Regions from separate parts of the Bombyx mori genome. Here region 1 is linked to region 2. The links are chromatin contacts, called in public Hi-C maps. All regions are on one chromosome and are shown on one strand. The core of a region is the stretch at or near the end of the contact, and the rest is flanking DNA. Distances in the headings are between cores, read along the strand shown. Region 1 overlaps LOC101744766 (zinc transporter ZIP11). Region 2 has its middle 4.8 kb from the start of LOC119629108.

Region 1 (7,150 bases), core at 4,179-6,678, 130 kb before region 2:
TCACAACTCGAATTTCGCAATCCAGTTTGATACATCAAGTTGAAGATTGAATTGTTGTGTGTAACTTAAAATGTTTCGGGATAGTAATAGGCAATATTGTGTTCCATGCCCAATATACGCTAATACCAGTAAAGTATTTTCATTTATCGCCTATGAATTAAAATTTGCAAATATTTTACTTTAATATTTTTACAGGCTTTTATCCTTCTTAACAAAGTGTTAAAGTAGATAAGCCACGTTCACTTAAATTATCTCTAAATCAAAACAAATACATGAGTTTTAGCGGAACCAGAACAGTGATTCCAAGAAGATCTTTGAAACAGATCGTTTGTTTTAATCCGTTGATGACAAATAATACAAATAGCGCCATAAAACATTGCTATATTATTATATTACAATCTCTGTACATCGCCTCATGTATTCCATTTTTAACAAATACCCTCCGAATAGTGGCGTAATGTTCTAAACTCGCTTCCAGGGCACAATACATTTTTGGCTCCCCCCTTTTTTCCTTTTTATGTACGAATTAACATTTATTATATACTGGTACTAAATTTAAAATATGTTATTCAAAAATCAATTAATTTTTTTTTTAATATCTACGATTTTTTTGTTTTCGGGACCGTCTGGCGCTCCTTTGTGAGTAGCGTCCGGGGAAAGATGCTTTTTCCCTTGTCCTCCCCTCGCTACGCCACTGCCTCCGAAGAAATCCCATAGACACCACCCACTGAGTTTCTCGCCAGATCTTTTCAGTAGACAGTGATTCCGATCCGTTGGTAGATTCAAAGAAGCACTGCTCTTACTAGGGCTAGTGTTAGAAATTCCTCCCAGGGTCGCTCCCGTGCGCTTACCGTCTGTGCATAGTTGTAATTGCCCCGTAGGCTATCAACGATTAGGTAGGGGAGGAAAAAACAAGCAAGAATGGATACTCCAATATAAAGTTGCTCGCAACATCACGATGTGATGCATGTGCAACTGATTAATACCAAGTAGACCATAAGCTCGTACGTCGAGGTAATAAACAAGTACATTTGTCTTAGAACTCCAGCTATGAATGGTATGCAGTAGGTACATTTAGACCAAATGAACGATAAATGATGTATTAAAAGTATACACTAAAAAATCGTGTAACTCCTACTGCGATATTTTTCGTTTAAATTCCTACAGTTATGCTATTAAATGGTGCTATTCCTTCGTCTTGGCAGTCCTTAGTGATTGTCTTGCTTGTGGATTACCTAACAAAGATTGTACCCGCCTGCGCAGCTTAAACCCCAGCGTCGACGCATTCCCGACAACTGCAAAAAATATTATACCTAATTTTTAGTTCCAGTCCTCTTAATATAGTTTACTAAGTTTATTATAAGAGAACTAATTTGAAAATAACGTTTTTTAGGTATCACCAAAAGCAAAGACTCGAAAGAGAAATTAGAAGATTTGGAAATGATGACCGCTTTGAACAGGCGACCGTCGGTACCGACGAGTGTCGTGACGATGGAATCCCCGCAGCCTGCTGAGTTCGCTGACTGTATCACAAACCAGCACACTGCACAGAGGCGGCGTGGTCATCAATCGCACAACTCACTGGTGGGTATGACCCGGTCATACGATTGAGTTAATGGTACAATAACTGCAGGTCCGTTGCGTATGCACTCCTGTAACCGCTTTTGCTCATTTTCGCCATAACCTCTTTACCTAGATTGTTGAAATAGATCACTCAACCTTTTAATTTCTTATCCAAAAATGGTGATGTACAAAATCGTAACAGTAGGTATGTTATTAATCAGTTTGTGGGGAGATATACAACAAAGAGAAAATCTTCCACTGAGCGAGTGATATTGCTCGGTAGACCGACGGTCTGAATTTGTTGTTCGGCAGATATGCAGACTTATCTTGAAAATGTCATAAGCGAGATTCAGAAATTTGTCATATATCTTGTGTTGTATGATGGCTACCGCCACAAGTTCTTAAATAGCTAAGTTTGAATTCTAATAGTGAGGGTAGTTGTAAAATAACAAAAAAGTTTTAAGGAAAAGTTATGTAAACGAGCCGCCCGGTGTAATCTTATCGAGCGAACGAAGCCACCATGCCGGTGTTCAAATCTCGCAGCAAGGCACCAATTATTCTAAGGAAATACGTCCTTGACACGTGCTCACGACCGACTTCACGCTGAATTTTAATGTATAGTTAAAATGTATGTAATAACTGGTGGTGGGTTGTAAGACTGCTTGGATGGGTATGCGATATGGCATGAAGAGTGACACCCTTAATACTATTGGGATTTAGACCTTATGTCTTATGTTGCACGGCAGAATTTTGGATGTGATGTCTATGCCCTACTATACACTTAATAACAAGTACAACCTGAGCTCGTTCATCCATGTTAGAAATAGTATGTTTGTATAAAAAAAAAAATTACTGTGAAGATGTTAAATTACCGATTCGCTAAAGAATGTGAAAATATTAATATTTTTCATGACGTCATTTACTGCTTTTACCAGTTCTTATCGTTTTATTCTATATCATCATCACGTAACTTAGACGACAACCAACAAAACATTTTGTCAAATGCTTTGTTAACCCGCATCTCTAGAAACGCCCGTAATCCAAAGCGTACCGACATACCAGGTCGTTAACCTCGTTTAGCGATTTATTCGCATTCGATTCATGGTAGGTACATTACTAACAGTGTGCTTACTTAGCTTAACGCTCTCGATAGCGTAAAAGTTAACTTAAATTTGTATGGAGTTGGAACAGCGCCCCTAGCGGCAAACGTAGGTAAACTTTCCAACTCCATACAAATTTGAGTTAACTTTTACGCTATCGGGAGCGTTAAAAAACTTGCACTGAGCCCACTGATCAGTTTAGAAAAAAATACCGATTTGAAATCGCAACGAAATATGTGATTGAAATCTCGAGCAAAAATTTGATGACATACAAAATAAATACTCAATTGTGAAATAGAAATTATGCGACTTTGCACCCGATCTGGGTCAGCGCTTTGTATGGCACGTCGTCGATGTAAAAACATTTGCTTATCGGAAAAATTAAATGAACATAATTATAATAAAGAACTTCATGTTTACATAATAACATTCTCGGCTCGTCGCTTCGTGTTATTACTAATAAAATTAAAACAACAACTATCCTACTGTTCAAATCGGAACGTCTTGTCCGTCTTGTGATTGACAACGTTAATGTTAATTGGCTGAAACGATAAGTATTTATCTACAGTACAGGCATAAAGTCGTATATCGATGATTTCAACTTCTTTCGAATTGTGATTTATGCTAATGTATTAATATAATGAGTGTCCCAAAAGGTATCGATAACCTAGCGTCGAGGGAAAGGTTTTTTTATGAGGAGCCATAAAAAAACAGCACTCTACACACAGTAGAACTCGAGTAGTAGCCATTTTATTGAGAAATTTAAAAAATATACTAAATCGGGAGTAAAATTGTTCGACATTGTTATTAGAGTTTTGAATTGTTTGTAAGCTTTAATGCTGTTTTGGCTATGGAATTAGACAAACTAGTTTGTTGTCAGATCAATGAAAAAGAAAACAAATTTATTTTTAGAAAAAATACGTACATATGATCGTTAAATTAACTCTAAACTTACTATCACTAAACTTTGATTACTACTAAAAAAATATATACACTAAGCCAAGTTTCCTCAGAAGAAGATCGGTATTATCGAAATTCTAAAATAATTATTTAATTTGTGTTCTGGGATACCCTGTATATGTGTTCGTTTTAAAAGTTGTCGTGAAAATACAGAAAAACGAATAAAATATGATATATTTTAATCTTTTTGGTATTTGAAAACCAATATTTAATGTAAATGTTAAGACGTAAAAGAAACCTTAAAAGAAGACAAAAACGTCAAAAAAGCTTGTCTTCAGGCAGGCGATTGGTCCTAAAACTCATACCAAATCCCTATACAGTATGATCAGAGGACATGCTACACCGACCCCACATAACTGGCACACTGTCATAAGAGCAAGAACAAGTTCAAATTAATTTAAATATAATAATTTTATTTTGTAACTTTTCTGTTCTGTAATTTTGTTGTTTGTTTCTGTTCTGTAATTTTAATTCTGTAATTTTACAACATAGAACAGTTTGTGCCGTTAAGGTAAAGGAAAAAAAAACCACGCACGATTTTGAAAAATAAATATGTCCTTCTCACAGCAATAACAAATAATCAAGTTTCGTTTGATTTTCCGTGACAATTTAAATAAAAAAAAAATCGTCGTTGCGTTCGAAAACGACATAATTTGCAAAGTTAATGTACATTGCAGAAAATTGGCGAGAACGGAGAAGGTGATCACCGCGACAGCATATCTAAGTCGTTGGAAGCGCGCCAGTCACAGTGGAAGCGTATCATGCTGCTTGTAGTCGCAATAACAGTCCACAATATACCTGAGGGGTTGGCTGTTGGCGTCTCGTTTGGTGCCACAGCCCCCAACGACAAAGCCATGTTCCAGTCATCAAGGTAAGTCGCGGTAATTAAGTAATACGGTATGGATTTCGTTTTTAATTTTTATCAAATCTGAGTGTGTTTTTTAATTTAATTTCCTTGTGATTTGTAAATCATGATTTATTCATCAAATCAAATTTATGATAATTCAATATCAATATCAAATTTTTGAAATAAATTGAAAAAGAGCGCTTAAATGATTAACAAAGTATTGGTAATGTCATCTACTGAAAGTTATGGGAAATTCTGGTGTATGCTGTGCACCGCCATCTATCAGGTTTTGTTTGAACTAAGTTCAATTTAATGTGGTGGTATTATGTCGTTGAAGTACAGCGCCATCTAGTTTTGTCAGCCTTAACCAATTGAAAATATTAAATAAAAAATATTCAAATGCTACATATAGGGGACACTACTCGTCTAAGTCTAAATTCTATTACAATTAATTTTAATACCACATGAATCCATGTAACGCATTCGGATATTTATAACTGTTTAAAATCATACGTCGCATTCTATTTAAATCACAAAAAGAAAATTTGAACAAAAATTTTCCATTTTAGTTTTAAATTTCTATATAAGTATGCAAAATCGACTGCAACGTATCATAAGTTGACCGCCATTTTGTTACGTCAGAAGAAGGAACGCGAGACGCCGTTGATGGAACGAAAACGGCTGTTCAACAGGCATTTCATTGATAAGTTGCGGGCGTGAGCGGGATGCAGCTACCATTTGCACTATGGACTTTGAACTCGGTCTTAGTTCCCTACCTATACATGACTATATTTAATCCTCACTAAACAAACTTACGTTTATATGAAACATTTGTATAGTCGTGTTTATTATTATCTGTATTTTTTGTTGTTTCAAATGACTTTAAAAGATAGATGTCGGACATGAGAATTGTTTCGCTTGTGTCGTCGAACGTTTGGCATGTGCCATCACGCGCTAACTTGGCTAGCGGCATCGTACCTAATCGCGACCGTTCTATTTTGCCAATCGGTTGCGAAATGTTTCAATGTATAATTATCGTTGTTTTATTTCTGGAACCCGCTCGAAATATAATGAAATACGTATATTGTGTTCTATAAACAGTTATTATTCGATATTGTTTTTGTCAAATGTCATGTTACAGTAAATGTAGGGGGGGAACCTTAGCCATATGGTGTCTGTTTTATGGTCTAGATTTCTATCGTTAAATTATCTGTATCCTGTCTCAAAACCCCCTTTTCGTATTGGCTTGATATGAATAGTGTGATAATAACTTTAAAAAAATACAATTCAAACTTTTGATTTGATATCTATCTATAGACTCGGTTAAATAATTGAAGACTTAAAATTTTATTTCGAATTGTTTATACTGATTATTTTTGAAAGATTTTAAATCTGAATACTTTAAATCCAAACTCATTTTTGGGTCCCCGCCTTTTGGGCGTTAATTAGGGTTGGCAACTAATAGAAAAGAAAGAATCGCCAAGACATTAGCGAGTAGTTGTGTCGAGTGGAGTGTGGAGCCAAATCGCGTGGCGGCGGGGGCATCGACCGGCGCGTCCGCGCAGACGCTGTCGTCACCGGTGCGGCGCTGCCGAACCCGGTGAAGCTATTTCACTGAAAAATCCGCCGTCGCGGGCCGTATCATTGAAGGCAACCTTGACGCTATGTCGCGTCGCGTCGTCTTAACCGATGCGTGGGTGCAACATATTCATAACCGTTATATATTGGCACCTTGTGCCATTAACCATTTTGGAAAATTAAAATTCTTAATGTCATAATGTATTCTGCGAAAATACTTTTCGAGAATGTTTAATTAGAAAGTTCTCATTTCGATACCGTGAACTAGGAGTATAATAGTCTTAATTTATTGACAGTATTTAAATCTTGCAATACCCAGCAATACTATTGTGCGCATTATAAACAATATATATTTTCCTCAGTGGCCTAACTAACTTTACTGGTGGTAGGACCTCTTGTGAGTCCGCGCGGGTAGGTACCACCAAACTGCCTATTTCTGCCGTGAAGCAGTAATGCGTTTCGGTTTGAAGGGTGGGGCAGCCGTTGTAACTATATTTGAGACCTTAGAACTTATATCTCAAGGTGGGTAGCGCATTTACGTTGTAGATGTCTATGGGCTCCAGTAACCACTTAATATTAGGTGGGCTGTGAGCTCGTCCACCCAACTGAGCAATAAAAAATTTAAAAAATAACTGCAATCAACTGCTTGTTAGTCCGCGGGTTCCGTTGTACCAAAGATACCAAAAATAACAATTAAAATACGAAGCCAAAAACAAACGTGTCACTGAAACTGTATTTACCTATATATAAAAAAATATCTCTCAAAAACTGTACAACATACGACAAGAGCCTTCAAACGCTTATGTAACCAAAAAAAGGAACGATTTTCGCCATTGATTACTACTAAGCACCCAGGCACAAACTTTGAAAACTGAAAAACTAAATCATCGAAACAATCCAAAAAGAATTATCCTTGAAAAGTAACGAATTTCATTATTTCATTTTAAATTCGTGTCTGGGATTATCAAGTGCAGTTGTTTCACAGATAGATGAAAGTACTCGCATAAGTATCAAAACTAAAACAAAAACATCCTTCGAAACGCATGGTCACACTAGTAGTTACTTACTTACTAATCCTCGTGTTATAATGGTCCGAGAATCC
Region 2 (6,691 bases), core at 1,001-3,500:
TAGCAAATTGGGTTAGATTGGAAGAAACGTTACGTTTACAGAATTAACAACAATCAGAATAAACGAAAACAAAAATATAATGTGTATTTATAAAAAAGAAACATTCTAAATAAAATATGGTGCTTAAGACGTTTCCTATTTCGCGAGAAATTTTTCATTATTTTAGACGGAGACTAAATAATGAACGATATAAGGAATTTTGTTGCAATGCGTGCAAGAGATAAGATAACGCTATCCCATTCGATAGAGATGTTTACGTTGGACGGTTGATACCGATTCGTCTCGTAACCGCTAATTTTTTTTTTGTGTCCAAAATAATTGCCTTTTTTTGCATGTTGCATGTTTTGAAAATTTATGAATACCGATTCACCAATTGATATACTTTATCAGAATCACATACGTTCGAAACGGATTCAATGATTCTCCAGATTCATACATATGTGTTTGCGTTGTAGCGATTTCGGCGGTCTATCCTTATTCCCGATTTTACGAAAACGTTACATACGGATTGATAGAGATAACGATCGTAGTAAGCGGGACCCTAAATGTAATTAGTGAAGCGGATGGGGAATTCTCGCGCGGCCTTTTAACAAGCAGGCCGGCTGCACGGGCGCACCTGTCCGGCTGCGCACGCGCCAGCATCAGACCGCCCCCACGCGCGCAAGCTGCTCTCTTACATCTTCACTCTATTGTCATGTCCCCTAACCACCAGCTTGTGTTACCCATTCAAATCAAGGTTCGCCCGAACTTAATTCATATTCAAGCCACCACTTCTACGCTATTACGAACATCAAAGCTATCTCATAAAAAGACGCATCAAACATCAGAAGATCAATAGTGGCCTCGTATAACCAAGTAGTTACTCAGTGTGTGATGAAATGCTTATCAATGATCAAAGAAGTGCAGGGTCTCGGTAGCATCCGCATTCCATAGGAACATGTTCGGGCCAACGTTTCAAAGTTCGTCGTGAGCAATTTGCGACAGTGCACCACGCTCGTTAACATTCCATAAACCTCGCACTCCCACAATTGGCTCCAGCGCCGTCGACCGCTGATTGCCCTCGTTCACTATGTTCAATCAACAAATTAATGATTAGATAAAATAGTTTTTGACTCATCGAATCAAATCACAATTTAATTATTTGTTGTAGGTACCTCCTATACGTGCGGAAATTCTTCGAATGATTGTCATCCTTTTTCCGTGAAATTAATTAGCATTTCCACGGTCAAGGAATGCGGATTTAGATTTGAACTTGGATGAGTAGCCTCGCTGGAACACGTGTGCGCTTTGATACCTTAGTCTCTGTGACTAAAGTCTAGTACCTACGTAAGGCCCTAGTACGATCTAATTTATCTCATTCCATCCATTTCATTTTTCCCACAGCTTTATACTCAAGGTTTTTAGAATAATCTATCAAAACGTAACCTAGCTAACGTAAATAAGTAATATTTTCTATATACAATTACACCTGAAAGGGGTCACGTCAGTTTTCTAATAAAACCTTACTATCCAAAGCTCCGTTATACCATTCTTGTTCCTAATGCATACCTTGGTAAGTGAATAGTTTTGAAAGGTAAATAGTTATGAAGGCACCTGTTAGCATGAGTAGTGGCATGCGTTTGTCGCAACAGGCGCACGCGCAGGCATGCGTACGTGTCCTCTCCCCTCCCCCGCACCCCCCGGCCCTCCGACATATCCAGGCGCCGGCCCCTCACCATTCATCGGAATGCAGTGCCCGTACCTACTTAACTACAAATACTCAATTCTCATGTTACTCCTATTACTGTTTACATCTCGCATATTATGCAACTAATATCCATATGTTAAGTTTTCCTATGATATTGACCGAAACATAACAAGGAGAGAATATTTAAGATAAGCTAGATCGTTATGTACCTACGTTGTCACTTGTTAGGCGGACCACACAAATAAGTAAGTTTCGTCAACTTAACCGAATACCTTTCGGCGTTCTCGATAACACCTGTATCCACAAATAAAAACACATCAAATGATTTACAATCATTTAAACCCCGGGTTCGAAAGCATTTACAACTCCATATAAGGTTGAAGAATTTGACGAGAATTGATCTCGAGAATATCGAACATTTGACAGCTACAGTAGCTTTGCTTATAGAGTTCAAAATCGAGCCGATTCATAGAAACACGGCAACATCGTGGTGAGCACGATCCATTGCCGCTCGCGGAGAAAACATTAGAAAGAGGCTTGCAATCGAAACGGAATTGTACGTCGGTCTCGGCGGCAGACGATGGACGGGATCGTTCGGGTGGAGGCGCGCAGGGCTTGAGGCACGCTAGGAATGCACGGCCCTCGGCGCCGGTTTACAAATAGAAGGGCCGCCAGCGCGGACTGCACGTGTGATACATTGCTACGATTAATCTGTTAGCGCTGGTCGCTGCGCCTGCGCCGGAGACGCGATCATATCTCACAACGTTTACCTGAACCGTGACAATATCCTTCCGATAGCACGTACAATGTTTGTGTTTACTATCCAGTGAAACTGTGTCTACCGGTACATACGAATCGGTTTACTGTGAACGAACTACGCGAACTCGAGAGATGTAGCTCGAAGCTGGTGAGTACGAGTGGAATAGGGAATGTTTTAAGAGTGTTTTTGTAGTAAGGGACGTGAATGGCACAGCTAGGAGGGTCGTCTGTCGGGCATAAGAAAGGAATCGTTGCTCCTGCGTTCGCTGACCCCGGCCGGACGTCACGCCTGAGAGAAGCGAATACAGCACGACTCCTGCTCTATCTACCCTCATTATGCTACCAACAAGTGGCAGTTACATACTTACCTGTGGCTTTCTTAAACAAATACGTTTCAGCAATTTACTATTCACACTCATTAATTCTTATTAGTTAATATTAATAAATTGCATTAATTTTACATTGACCTTTTAAGCCCTAAAAAGTTAACGGTACTGTTAATCTATTTTTAAATCATATCGAAGATTGGTAATTAAATATTTTGATAAAAAAAACATTCATGGCTATTTCATGCTTGGGTTAAAATTAAAGTTTTTTTTTTTTTTGTTATTTGCTAATTTTGTTAGTTGGCTTAATATAATATTACTACTTCGCAATACGCAGCTAAACTTATTGTTAATTCATTTTGTTCTTTAACAAAACAATACCTAATTTGAATGATCATGTTCATAAACTGAAATTTTAGAAGGCTAATTAATAGCGTTTTCTTTGTTTTTCTAAACAAAAAATATATATTTTACGTACTAAACTTAAAACTTTACCGTTACCTGCAGAGTTAATAATAATTCGTTCATAAAGTAACTATTTTTATTATTTTAGTACTTAATTTATATTATATATATATAACTTATATTAATATATGGGAGAACATGGATATAAAATTAAATTTTAATAATTTCACGAATTAAATTCTAATATAAATTGTTTTAAATTCAATATACATCATTCGTTTTTATTAGTCCACAAAATATAGTTTTTGAAACTAAACGATAGCTAAATAATTAATTGGACCAATTTTTGTAATAATATTCTTCCTTTACAACACATATTTTTATAATACTGTAAAAAACTGTAGGTATTAATCAATCAAACTTTAATTCCCCTCGCCTTTTTTGGTTATCGATTTAATTTTTAACCATTTCGGGAAATTTGTTATCTTTTTTACATTACAGTTTTACAAAATTCAACATTAATTTCGATTTTTGGTAAATCTTTGCAATTAACTAAACTTAGACAGCGTTCGCATAAGTAGAAAGTACAATTGCTCCCCATTACTTAATATATAAAGTATATATAATTTTTTTTCACAAAATTTAAAATATAACCAGTAGGTACTATTAGACATTCTAAATTTACCTACCGTTTAACTATCGTATAAACGGATCGGCGATTTCAAAAAACATTGCCGGTAGTCACTACTCTTACCGACTATTTCTAGCTACTCAATAGCTATGACGGCTATTACTATTTTGCCGTTTAGTTAGATTGTGAAATTGTAGTTGGGAGGTCCTATTTTATATTAAATACAAGATGCGATGAAAGTCTTATTTGCAGTTTACGTGCATTACATAATTCTTATAAACAAATTATTATTATTATCACTTGAGTAACTATCTAAATAATTAACTATATTTTTTAAGTAAATTTGAATTTTTAACAAACATCTATTCTTTAATGGCTATTAAAGAAGCCCAAAAAGCTAAGTAAATATAAGTAGGAACTAAATAATTTTAGCGTAGTCACGAATGGTCCGTTGCTTAGCTAGTTTCTTTATAGACGAAATCTTTTTTGTGCCTTTTTGTACTTTTTTTTTTCTCTTTTGTAGTAGTTAGTGGTGTCAACGGACGCCACCCGCCTTTAAGCATGATATCAAAATCTCAATTTTGTTGTATAACGACTATCATCAGCATTATCGCTGCGTGGTGGCAATACACAGGATTGTCATACCTACTCTTGCGGGCTAATAGCCTACCATCACACACTATTACTACTATCGCAGTAATTTTACTAGACGTCTCAGGATCACATTATTAACACTAAGTTAGAACTTTTTAAGCCACATTAACATGGTTTAATCATTTAAAATTGTGAAAACATTTTTTCTTTTAGGTTATAAGTTTATAAGCTAACTTTGGCTCTTAATTCTAGATTTGATTGAAAGGTATACCTAAAGAAAATCTTTTCACCAATTTATCGTATATGTTTTAAAATAAATATCAGCCTATTATTATGTAATAATTTGCTTTGGTTTGTTTGTTATGAGTTAATTGTTTCTTTATTACAAAGTTTTTGAAAAACGTGTCTATTTTTTTTAAAGCAACGAATAACTATTCGAAACGCGAACTTGGTGTTGCCAAACAATAAAACTAAAATGCAAATTATTATCTGTAGATAAATTATGTGTTAGTATTAGATTAATAGATTGTTTTAACTGTGAAAAGTAACATCAGCAAGCAATTCTCAGATTATGCTCAATGTAGATTTTTGTCCAAAACGTTGAAAACGGACAATATTCTTAACATATATTTTATGAGAAAGAAATACACTTTATCTAGGATACCAAGATTAGATAGAGACAGCCCTACGTGGTTGATAACGTCGGATTCCGACGCGATTTACACGCCCTAAATAAAACATTTGCCGTATCATTTTGTCTCACGAATGTTTGACACTGTTTTCGTAAACCGACTTCTAAAAGATATACCTCTTTATGAATTTTATACTACGCAGTTAACACGGACAATAATTTATCTAGAATCATATCTATTTTTCAATATTTTTTGTAGCTTTAAAGTTTGATACGCAAAAGCATTTCATGAAGTACCAATTTTCGTTGGTATTTCACCCCATGGACTTTATTTAAATTCAATTAATAATTTAAACACATTCCTCAAGTTATATTATCCCGAAAAGTTTGTCTTAAAAGAAAAACTGACATACGAACTATGGTGTATTAAATGTAGGAATACTTTCTAGCTTTAATGTACTAGGATGAGATAGAACGGATGGATGAAAGGAGCAAGATAAAAAAAATAGCTATAAATAGTATACATGTAATGAATGAAATAAATATAATTGAAACAATATTATTGAAATAATGTACTTTTTACATCTTTTAAACTATATAGACATTTTCACTATTATTCTAATAAAAGGAAGTAAGATTCTAGGAAATGGAAGAAGTTCCTTCACTTTTTTAAAATGTTATTAAATAAACCATACCCTTGTGTTAGGGTTCAAATAATTGTGTTTCAAAACAATTTTCTTTACCATTTTATTTGAAAATTCCAATCTTTTTATTTAAACGTAAAATAAGAATTTCACCTGCCTATTCACGTCTACTGATTTTTTTTAAACTTTTTATATCAATTTATTATTTAAGTAATTTTTAATATAACAATCATATGAATGTGATTAAAAATAAATAAATTAGTCGTATTACATTTAAAAATCGGATGTTAATTACATAGCCAAAATGAAATTCCGGCATTTTTTTATATTTCTAATGTACCCTACAAATTTAAACAATGTGATTTTACTAAACAATACCCTCTATTTCGATTTAATAGGCGTGCTTTATAATATGAGTAATAAAATAATAGGCATAGCCGTGTGTTTGCAACTCATACGAGGTGTGCAGTCGGAGGCCGCAAGCCAACTGACCGACGCGTACACTCTCCGCTGCGTATGGCAACACTAATACCAACTTCCGGGACTACTTTTACGCATCTACCCTCTCTACAACTCAGCGCCTATTAGAAATTATATAAAAATATTACAATTTACTCAAATTAATATATTTTCAGGCCATTTCCCCACACCCCTGTTGAGCGACATGCGTTGATGGCGAAAAAAAATAATTTAATTACTTTACAATGCAATCAATTGAATTTAATTGATTTAATTAATTTCTTAATTTCATAATATATTATTCGAACGATAAAAATTGTTATTTATTGTATTATTTACGTATTTGTAACATTTAAATGAGTCGACCACCCAGACCATGTGGTGCAATGCGCGAAAAGTGCATAAAACTGTGAATTTATGAAAAATATTACAATTTTTAAATTATTTTCTATTTAATCGTGATTTAATATAAAATTAAGGATTAATAAAAATTAAAAAAATTACATTTTATAATTATAAACGCTTTGATCTTCTTTGTTTGCAATCTTCATTTTG

What was found. A called contact is a pair of places that touch in the nucleus more often than the background predicts.
Region 1: a contact with region 2 is called in a Hi-C map of whole pupa, with 2.8 times the contacts expected there. The contact joins two enhancer-like sites. A contact is called at or near these places in 3 of 7 Hi-C or Micro-C datasets (an unstated tissue and whole pupa).

What each region holds. Positions count from the first base shown.
Region 1 is chr11:11,398,654-11,405,803 of ASM3026992v2, reverse strand. It overlaps LOC101744766 (zinc transporter ZIP11), which reads left to right. Exons shown (of 7, transcript XM_004931471.5): 3 at 1,394-1,584; 4 at 4,301-4,494. Among protein-coding and RNA genes, the nearest start is that of LOC101744766, 11 kb to the left of the region's middle. Within about 2 kb of position 5,428, at least 8 of the 8 cell types and tissues checked have open chromatin away from gene starts, as enhancers often do.
Region 2 is chr11:11,269,255-11,275,945 of ASM3026992v2, reverse strand. No RefSeq gene overlaps it. Among protein-coding and RNA genes, the nearest start is that of LOC119629108, 4.8 kb to the right of the region's middle. Within about 2 kb of position 2,250, at least 7 of the 8 cell types and tissues checked have open chromatin away from gene starts, as enhancers often do.